Linked DNA regions of Sus scrofa: region 1 is linked to region 2. The links are chromatin contacts, called in public Hi-C maps. All regions are on one chromosome and are shown on one strand. Each heading gives the region's core, a stretch centred on a gene start, on an enhancer-like site or on the middle of the called end of the contact. The rest is flanking DNA. Distances are from core to core; before and after follow the strand shown. Region 1 overlaps LOC102157601 (a long non-coding RNA gene). Region 2 overlaps LDLRAD3 (low-density lipoprotein receptor class A domain-containing protein 3).

What was found. A called contact is a pair of places that touch in the nucleus more often than the background predicts.
Region 1: a contact with region 2 is called in a Hi-C map of liver, with 5 times the contacts expected there. The contact joins two enhancer-like sites. A contact is called at or near these places in 4 of 47 Hi-C or Micro-C datasets (embryonic fibroblasts, liver and skeletal muscle).

Annotation. Positions count from the first base shown.
Region 1 is chr2:25,246,504-25,251,857 of Sscrofa11.1, forward strand. LOC102157601 (a long non-coding RNA gene) reads right to left here. Exons shown (of 7, transcript XR_001306887.2): 5 at 2,970-3,138; 6 at 1,810-1,985; 7 at 1-1,070. Among named protein-coding and RNA genes, the nearest start is that of LDLRAD3, 94 kb to the left of the region's middle. Within about 2 kb of position 3,493, at least 2 of the 83 cell types and tissues checked have an H3K27ac peak or open chromatin away from gene starts, as enhancers often do. A contact at or near this core is called in liver, where this site is marked.
Region 2 is chr2:25,113,346-25,118,475 of Sscrofa11.1, forward strand. All of the region lies in intron 1 of LDLRAD3 (low-density lipoprotein receptor class A domain-containing protein 3), which reads right to left. Among named protein-coding and RNA genes, the nearest start is that of LDLRAD3, 39 kb to the right of the region's middle. Within about 2 kb of position 2,571, at least 4 of the 83 cell types and tissues checked have an H3K27ac peak or open chromatin away from gene starts, as enhancers often do. A contact at or near this core is called in liver, where this site is marked.

The DNA.
Region 1 (5,354 bases), core at 2,243-4,742, 130 kb after region 2:
GGCCATTGAATTAATGAGGCTATAACTGGCAGGGAAATTCAAATTCCAGAGACTTGGGAAATTCAATGTGGGCTGAAATGAGTTGAACTTGCAAAGTTTATACCCTTTGGTCAGTACTGGGAAGATCACAGGGTTTAGAGTCAGCCTGACCTAGGTTCAAATCCTGCCCCCTTTAACTTCTGAGAATACTTCGTGTCTCTGAGCCTCAGCTTCCTCTGGATAGATTTCTTTCCTGCATGTTTTTGTGAGGATTCAAACAGATGTTCTGCATCAAATGCATCTATAGGACCAGAACAAAGAATGTATTGATCTGCCTTTGCAGAATGGTACGTCCAGATCCTGTTTTGCTGGAGACTGAGGTTTGATTTCCCCAAGGGGAGGTAGCTATATTTTGAGTCCACTAAAATAGTTGCTGAATCTTTAAAAAATGTTGGTTCTCTTTACTTCCCATTTTCTCTTCCTTACCTGCAATTCTAGAAGCTGCCACGAGGGCTAGAGCAATGGGTCAACTCAGAATTGCAGAGAAACATACACTGGGGCAGTTGGTTTGAAGAGCACATAATTTTTGTATACATTCCCTCTCCCATGTTCTTTTCTTCAAATGATCTGAATTTCTTTACCCATAATAAAATGATTTATTTGCATACTCAATTATTTCACTGTCAAAGTTCTGGGGTGCACCTTTACTTGGGGCTGTCAGCTGCAGGTGAGAAAGAAGATAAATGGGGGAAAATCTTTGCAAGTTTCTGGGTTCTTGCATTTGGAACCAGTTGATGACGACCTGGGAGAGATTTTTAACTAAATGTTCTGGGATGTTTGATGAGCTTCCAGAAGATAAATGGTTAACTCTTAGGTCAAACATTGGAATTGAGAACAAAGGTCATAGAGGCATGAAAAAGAATTTTTTTCTTACTTGCATGGGGTTTTCTTTCATTTTAAATTTTCATTCATTCAATTCATTTTATTCCATTCTATTTCATTTCTTTCACTCATTCTTTTCATTTTTTTTTTCAAACTTTTTTTGGGGTGTTATGTGCAGCACTACTATGATTAGGTCTTGGAGATATTATCTGGGAACAAAACAAACGGAGTCTTTGCCTCATGGAGTTGATAGTCAAGTGGGGAAGACAGACAATTGAACAATAAACAAATATAAGATGATGGCAGGTAGTAGTAAGCATTTCAAAGAAAAACAAGGCAAGGTTAGAAGCTGGACCATTAGGAAGGTAGTATTAGGGCAAGGTAACAGAGGACAGAGGCACAGTAAGCCTCTGAAGAGATCTGGGGGGTAAAAGAATGTTTTGGCAAAGGAAATAGCAAGTTAAAGGCTCTGCAGGCAGGAGCATGCTTTGGGGGTATGAGAAGCTGGGAGGCCAGTGCAATCAGAGCATGTGGAACATAGTGGGGGTGGAAGGAGATGTGGCAGGGCCCGAGCACATGGAACCTCAGAGGATGTGCAGGTGACTTGGGAGCCTACCCGAAGTTTGCTGGGAAATCAAGAAAAGATGTTATAAAAGGGCTGCACTGTATCCCCCACAAATTACTATGTTGAAGCCCTAACCTCTGGTACCTTAGAATGTGGCTGCATTTGGAGACTGAGCCTTTATAGAGGTGATTAAGCTGAAATGAGGCTATTAGGGCCAATTTAATATGACTATTCTGACATGACTTGTGCCCTTCTAAGAAGAAGAAATTTGGATACACAAAGAGATGCCAGAGATCATGTGTGTAGACAAAAGGCCACGTGAGGACACAGTGAGAAGGCAGCCATCCACAAGCAAAGGGGAGAGGCTCAAGGAGAAATCAAACCTGCTGATATCTTGATCTTGACCTTCAGCCTCCAAAACCATGGGAAAATTTAACTTCTGTTATTGAAGCCACACAGTCTGTAGCAGTCCTTACAAATGAACACAGAGTATTGAAGCATAGATCGCCACAGTCTGATTTTATTTTCAAATGATCACTCCAGCTGATATGAGAAGGCCCTAGTGGGGAAGAGATCAAGAAGATCAGTCAAGATCCCACTACAGTGATCTAGGTAAAAGGGGACAATGTGTTGGACCAGATTGGTAGCAAAAGAGGTGCTGAGAAGCAGCCAGAATCAGGTGGATTTTTCAGCAGAGATAACAGAATTTGTGAGAAAGAGAGAAATTAGAGCTGCTGGCAAGGTCAGGCTTGTTCAGAAGATGCAGTCAGGCACTGGCTAACATTCGTACCCTAACTGCCAAAATGTCCTGGGTACTGCGACAAGATACTAAAAAAAAAAAAAATGCCTCCTAGGATTTTGGAGCCAAACCAGCTTTTAAAGGAACAAAAGGCAGAGGCTACTGAAGGAAAGGAAATCCTAGCACAGTTCCAGAGTCAGGATGCTTGGGTTCAAATCCTAGATTCACTTCTGTGTGACTTAAGGGCAAGTTATCTAAATTTTCCAAATCTCAGGTTTGTTCATCTAGAAAGTAAAGATGACAATATCTGCTTCATTGGACAGTATGAGAATTAAACGCAGTATTTATGTAAAGCTCTCAGCATGGATTTGACCGAAAGTAAATGGTCCATGAATGTGATGCATTGGTTAGCTCTTGCTAAGTAACAACTCCTTCCCCCAACGCTAGTGACTTAAAATATGAAGCATATAATTTTGCTCATGATCATGTCAGCTATTTTTTAGAGGGCCAAGCAGGACCAAAAAGATGAGCTCTGTTTCTACAGGGCCTGTAAACAAAGAAAACAGTGGAAACATATATGCACAAAGCTCACAAATCTTTGCACAGGCTATTGGAACTTGTTAAGCGTGGACTTAGACTGGCTGGGGGACCTGAGTTCTAGTTGGGCTGTGTGATCTGGGGCCAGTTCCATCCCTCTCTATGCCTCAGTTTCCTCATATATAAGGGAAGGTGCTGGATCAGAGATTCTGGAGGCTTTCCTCCAAGACACTAATTCTCTTGAATATACGTAACACACCTACCTACCTGTGTCTTAAACAAAGAGGGGGCTTATACAAATCCAGAGTTAAGCAGTCTGGACTGATGTGGAAGCTCAATGACATCATATGAACAAATTCTCTTCTGTCTCTCTTCGCGCTGCCATCCTTAGAGTGCAGGCTTCTTGTCTCATGGTACCAAACATCGCCTCTTTGTTCTAAGCAGGCAAAGGGAAAAGGCATAAGGAGAACAAATATTTATAACTGTGGAGTCTGTCATTTTATATGAGGGAAGCAAGGGCTTGTGATTCAAGCTTATAACTTATTAGCCAGAACTGTTCCCCGTGATTACTGAGCTGGAAGGTGGCTAGGACTTCTGCCTGGGAGTCGGGTCAGTCAATTCATGGTGTTAGCTGCAAACACTAACTATGAAGACATATAGTCTGGAGAGGGTGTTTTGGGTCCTCATAGCCACAGGAGCTCTGGCCAGTCAGCTGGCTTCATGGTGGCTATGGAAAGGTTGTTCCCCTGGTAACAGTTCCCATATAAACCCATGGGACTACAAATTCCAAAAGATAAGGACATTGTTTGCTTAATCTCATTGCAGCTTCAGGACCTAGTTCAGGGCCTGGTACATTGCAGCTGCATGACAAACATTTGTATAATGAACAAATTGTCCATCAATGGATACGGATTTCAGTGGACTGGGGCATTCGGGGAGTAAGGGATCTGGATAATTGGATTTTCTGGCAGCCTGAGGGTGAGGCAGAAAAGCTTATGATCTCAAATTAATTCTAGCAACACCAAGTGGCTTCCATAGCCAAGGCTCCAAGGTAAAAATAAAAACCCATGTGCTATGCATGTGTCATGGTCAGGGTCTCAGCAGGAGATGACACAATCAAGGTGGCTCAGGAGCGTATAATGAGGGACTACTTACAAAGGTGTGAGCAGGATTAGGGGAAACCAGCCAGGGGTGGCGAAGACCCTGGGGGCTGGCAGTGCTGGGGAGCTGCTACCAGCCCTGCTGACAGAGGACAGGGAGAAAGTGGACTCTAAAAGAAGAGAGTTCCCTTCGTGGCTCAGCAGTTAACAAACATGACTAGGATCTGTGAGGATGTGGGTTCCATCCCTGACCTCACTCAGTGGGTGAAGGATCTGGCATAGCCATGAGCTGTGGTGTAGGTCCCAGATACAGCTCGGATCTTGTGTTGCTATGGCTGTGGTGTAGGCCGACAGCTGTAGCTTCGATTTGACCCCTAGCCTGGGGACTTCCGTATGCCTCAGGTGTGGCCCTAAAAAGGAAAAAAAAGAAAGAACAAGAGAGCGTAGCTGGAGCTGGCACTGGAGCTGCAGGTGTGGACTGCCTGGGAGGAGCTGAGGCCTTCCATAGAGGAACACTGCCACTGGCCACTACCACAGACTGGGGCCCTAGCACCCTGCCCTCTCTCCTTCCATCTGCTGCTTCCCCTGGTTTATCTCATCTGCTGAACTGGGGACCAGAGCAGGGCCTTACTGATGCCATCTGCTGAGATCAAACTCTGGGGCACAAAGCAGGGAGCAGAGGCTAGAGAGAGGTGCTGGGGTGGGGTAGATGGCAAATACCCAGCACCGTGTATGGTATGACATCTGCATGATTACTCTTGGAGGTGGCTATTACTGTGTCTACTTCTAACTAGTCCAACAGAGGCCCAGAGTAGTTCCATCACTTGTCCAGGTTCACCTAGCCCACGGACTAGAGCTCAGATCACGTGACTCCCATTCCCAGTGTGTGTGACTCCCATTTCAGTCCGTGTGACCCACCCAGAAAGCATCAATTTTGCAAAGTATAGGATTGAAATTTGGATGCCAGGGGCGGGGGGTCTCTCTTGAAGCCTCTGAGAGTGTCAAGAGAACTGGATCAGAGGTCAGCAGAGCTGAGGTCCAGGCAGGCCTCCACTCATGACTGGAGGCATGATAAATTGAGCCTGTGTTATATGCCAGGCACTGTGTTAAATGCTTTGTATGTATCACAGCACACCCTCAGAGGAACTTATTATTTCCATTCATTGGCCCCAAAACAAAAGCACAGAGAAGTTAAATTACTTGTTAAAAGTAGAAATATGATTCAAAATCAAGTTTGTCTGGCTGGAAAGACTAAGCCCCTTCCTTTACTCCAGCGGTTGGCCTTTGGTGGCCTGTAACCTGATTTTGACCCACTCAGACCCCCAAATTTTTGTAAAGAAATGAAACCAATGGCCAACATCTTAAAGTTGTGCAATTACATGTAAAAAGCTGAATTTCTCCTGAAATTTCTATTGAAAAAAATTTCTATTGAAAAATTGGAAAACTGGAAACCCTGGGCCCACATTCTCAAGTAGTGGTAACTAAAACTGAGGAATAGCTGCCTCTTCAAATGAAAAATTTGCTCCTGTTTTTGCCACAATCCCTACCCCTC
Region 2 (5,130 bases), core at 1,321-3,820:
GCACTTCCACATCTCCAACACTGCCCAGACCTTTCCTCTGAGCCCCAGATACAACCTCAAAATGACTTCTCAGAGACAACCCAGACCCCTGACCCCCCACACCTCTGGCTCTTTGAGGGGCCCCTGGACCCCGAGAACAGAGCCACCGCCCATCCAGACAGAAACCCAGAGTCCTCCTGGACTCCCTGCCTCACTCGGGCCCCTCCTGGTAGCTGATGACAAGCCTCCATGGATTCTACCTCTACACAGTCCGGTAACCTACCTTTCTCCGCCTCCAAGGTCACCACCCTTGTCCAGGCCACCGGTGTCTCTTCCCTACAAGCTCCAGCCACTCCGAGCGCCCCTGACACCACCCCTCTCCCACACTCCCTGCCACTGCTACACTCATCTTAAATGTCTGCATCAGCCTGCCCGGGCTCCAGAACAAAACACTGCCGACTGAATGGCCTCAACGAGAGAAATGTATTTTCTCACAGATCTGGAGGCTAGAAGTCCAAGATCATGGTGTGGACAGGGCTGGTTTCTCCTGAGGCCTCTCTTCGTGGCTTGCAGAGGGCCCCCACCTCGCTGTGTCCTCACACAGCCTTTCCTCTGCATCCCCGGTCTGTCTGCATGTCCAAATTTCCTCTTCTCCTAAGGACCCCAGTCAGACGGGATTAGGGCCCACCTTTGCCTTAACTGCCTCTTTTTATTTTTGTTTTTTCCTTTTTAGGACTGCACCTGCGGCATATGGAAGTTCCCAGGCTAGGGGTCAAATTGGAGCTGCAGGTGCTGGCCTCCCTAAGCCACAGCCACAGCCACACCAGATGCAAGCCTCATCTGCGACCTACACCACAGCCAATGGCAACCTCGGATCCTTAACCCACTATGTGGGCTCAGGAATCAAACCCAAGACCTCATGGAGGCTGTGTCGGATTCTTAACCTACTGAGCCACAATGGGAATTCCTTAAGCACTTCTTTAAAGGCCCTATCTCTGTCCTTAAAGGTACCCATCCTCAGGTATAGGGGTTAGGATTTCAGTATATGAATTTGGGGCGGGGGGACATTTTTTAGCCCAAAACAACATCCAACAGGTCATGATGCTCCCCTTAAAAAAAACCTTCACCGGTGCCCCAACGCCCTGAGGGGACTATCTTTCCCACGAAGGGCTCCTGCCTACCTCTCTCCCGCCCAGCTGAGAACAAGGAGGTGGCCAGCCCAGACGGAGCTAAGAGCACAGCTGGAAATAGACAAGATTAGAGGGATTAGGATGGACGGCACCTTCTGTTATTTCTCGTCTTTTTTCCAACTCCTGACAGATCCGGGGCGAGCTGTCTGACCTCTCTGGAGAATGAGCCTCCCAGAACATACATGTCATGTCGCAAAAAACAAATGACATCTCCCCCCATACTAAGATCCCCTCCATGGAAAATACCAGTGTCCCCTCAGCAGCAGCAAGCATTCCCCAGAGTCTGCCTCAAGAGAAACTTCTGCCTGAATCCAGATGGAAAGCAGATCTAAGCTGCAACTGGGTGCCCTCCCTCGGAGCCCAAACTGCCCATTAGGTTGACCTAGATAACGGCATCAGGGAGCCACCACCTCACCTGGAAAGCCTGGCCTTGGTGGCACCACCACACAGTCTTTGTTCCTCTGCCTCCAAGTGCGAGCGGAGTGACTCAGAGCAGAATGTCTAACAGGCCTGAGCCTTGGTTTGTACATCTGCAAAATGGGGTTAATTCCTTCTAGCTAATTCCTACTATATTGTCTCCCAGGGCTGCTTAATAAATTACCACAAAGTGGGTGGCTCAGAACAAAACAAGTCTGGCTAGGGGTCAAATTGGAGCTGCAGGTGCTGGCCTGCCTAAGCCACAGCCACAGCCACACCAGATGCAAGCCAGGCTCTCCCCGAAGCCACAGCCACACCAGATGCAAGCCAGGCTCTCCCCGAAGGCTCCAGGGAAGATGATTCCTGGCCTCCTCCTCGCTCCTGGTGGTGCCGGCAGCCTTTGGCGCTCCTTGGCCCATACCTACATCCCTCCAATTTCTGCTGCTGACCTCCTGGGGCCATCTTCCTCTGCGTGATTTTTGTGTGTCCCCTCCACTAAGGACATCAGTCTGTGGAGTCCGGGTCCCCTCTAACCCATAGGTCTTCACTTTAACTAATTACATGTGCAAAGACCCCATTTCCAAATAAGGTCACATCCACAGGCACCAGGGGTGAGGACCTGAACGTATCTTTAAGGAGGGACACAATTCGACCCATCTAGAAGATGGAGAGAGGATTAAAGAGAGAAGGACGCCAAGCGGGGGCACACAGGGCACTCAATGAACCTCACAAGGGAGCGGTTTTCTCCCACAGAGCAGCCTCCTTCCCAGAAGATCAGGCCCAGCTTCTCCACTCCTCGTAAAAACAAAAACCGCAGGCAAGACACCCAACGCCAACAAGCCGGCACCCTGATGGCTGATGTGTTGTAAGACTTTTAAAACAAACAACCAGGGCCTGGTGCCAAGTCGCTGCTGTAAATATTTTATCAGTGGGTCTCTAAGCAAATGCACCCCCGCACGTGGGCCCCACATGCCTCGGAAGAAGAGGAGGAGGGGCTGGTGTGTGGATAAGAGGCCCAGTGGGCTGCTGGAAAAGGGTTTGCCCAAGGTGTGCACCTCTGCTTCCAACATCTGGCTGCCTTCCAGCTGTGCAGAAAGGTTCAGACAGAAGGCCCCGGAAGCTCCACAGGCCAGATGGAGAGAGAGCGAGCCTGGAGCGGAGGCCGAGTCCTTCCCAGGAGAGCTGGGCAGGCGGGGCGGCCAAGGAAGAAATGAATAAATCACGGGCAGAGCAGGCCCCCGTCCCCTGCAGTGGAACCTGGACACCCATTGCCACGATCAAAGCTGCTGCCCAGGACTTGAGACTGACTTTGACTCGCTCATTAATGCATAAGCTCCTGCAGGATGGATTTTCTCCACGGATAATGCTTGAAAATTAGGAAGTAAGTGGCCTGGGAGAACCTGGGACCCATTAACCAACCAGCCAGACAGAGCTTCCATTAAAAAAGAAAAATGGCTGAAAATCTGAAAACCGTCCTCAGGCAGCTGTTCAAAGAGTCCATTATGAGTTTTCCAGGGGTGTCCTCTGGGGGGGTTCATGCCGGGCGTGAGTGAGAGGGGCCTGGACCTAGAAGGTGGGTCCGGGGTTCAAATCCTGGCTGTTTTGGAATGTCAAGGGTCTCCGTTTCCAGAAGGGGAGAAACCAGGGTCCTGGCTGTCACCCTCAGCTAAGGCGCACGATCCCAGGACCCAGGTCCGTGGATAGAATCGTGACACTGAGCCCGGGACCAGGACTCACTCAGGATGCACTTGGGAAACCTGTACGTTGATGCAGTCCCACCTGCCAGCTGCCAGCTGCTGAGGCTGAACTTTGGCAATCTAAGTGCCTGAAACAGTCAGCCGGTCACGAGACCAACAAAGCGCAAGGGGACACACAGAAGGGCCTCAGCATGTCAGGACTGTCGCTCCAAATAAAAAAGTCCTGGAGAAGGTTCCAAACAGCATGTGAACCCCAACTCTGTGACCTGGTCAGGAGGTGACTTCAGTCCATCAAACACCTGCAGCTTCAGCTTCCTCATCAGTAAAATGGAAGAACAGTCCCCCGCCTCCCAAAGATTTTGATGAGGGTTATGTGATGATCGAACTCTCCTAACACACCTCTGGCAGGTGCTAAATAAGCATCCCCTCGGTTCCTCTTGCCTCCCTCCTCTCCTCGGCATGTCCCACCCCTCTAGTTCACAGGAGCCTCCCCACCCCGCCCAGTGCCTCTGGACATCAGGGCTCCCTTCCCTAGAAAATCCCTCCCTGTATTCTAAGTAGCCACACATCTGGACACCGGTTACCGGCCTCCTCCCACCGCCCCGGGCCTCTGCCCTACAGCTTCTCCTTCTCCTGCGGTCTACCGCCAACGTCCAGTGGTCAGCGATGAAATTAGCAACTGAAGGAACATTTGCTTCTGCTCTTCTTAGACTTCAACTTACCCCATCGAAAGGGCCACCCTTTGTCCTGAGGAGAGCCAGTCCTACACTACTGTGTTAAAATGTGATTTCTATTATAAAATGGTAATCACTCATATTGTCGTGTATTAACATTTGACTTCTATCATAAAATGGTGGTGATACGATAAAAGGTGATTTTTTTTGCTCACTGTTCTCATTTAATCAAATCAAAGTGGGTGAGCCAACATCTGAGGTCCAAGATTTTTGGTTTATTTTTCATTAGTGTCCTGGTCCATAAATTCAAGTGCGGGAATCGCCTATCAGTGGCACATAGCTGCCTGCTCTTCCTCTGCAGCTCAATTGCTTAACCCAAATTTACAAACCCAGCTTCTGCTCTCACCATTCAAGGGAAACGGTTCATTCCAAGTTCCCCAAACTCAGAGTCCTTCCTGCAAGTGAGAGCCCAGGACAGGGCCTCGTTACTTAGACGTAACAGAGCCACCGTACAAAGGCTGGCCCCAGCCTTTTCAAGCAGATTTGATCAGAGCAAAAAGGCTTTCCAATGCAGCTCGCACAAGTCCAGGCTCTCAGCGGCATCTCTGGTTGTCAGTGCCCCACCCCCCACCCCACCCCCGCCAAGGCCTGGGCCCTGGAGCTGGGGAATCCCAGCTCCACAGTCTAGTTCTTGCCCAAGTCCCAGCAAGTTTCTTTGTTTCTCTGAGCATCAGTCTCCTACTGGGTCAAGCCGTGACGGTGACTGCCCCTATCTCAATGGCGACTGTCCCTATCTCACAGGGATCTTGAGAGGATTCGACAAAATCATGCATATAAAGCACTTTCCACAGGAAGTGCCATTAACTGAGAACCCAGTTAGCAGGAGTCTTTGTAGTGGATATGCCCTCTCTCTAGCTTCACTGCTCCCTGGGACCCTGGCAAAACTGTAACCTTTGTGGCTCCCCAAGTAACCGCCTACCTTCCCACCTCTGGGACTCTGTCCCTGCCGGCCTGGACTTCCAGCCTAACTCCCACCCTTACCTCCAAGCTCATGCCAGGGAGCTCCTTCACCCGGTTTATCCATTGCAGCAGGAGGAGGAAGTGTGGTCCTCTGAACCCGGGCCATCCTCCTGGCTGCAACGCTCTCCACGTGACCACACGCGCCTGACACAG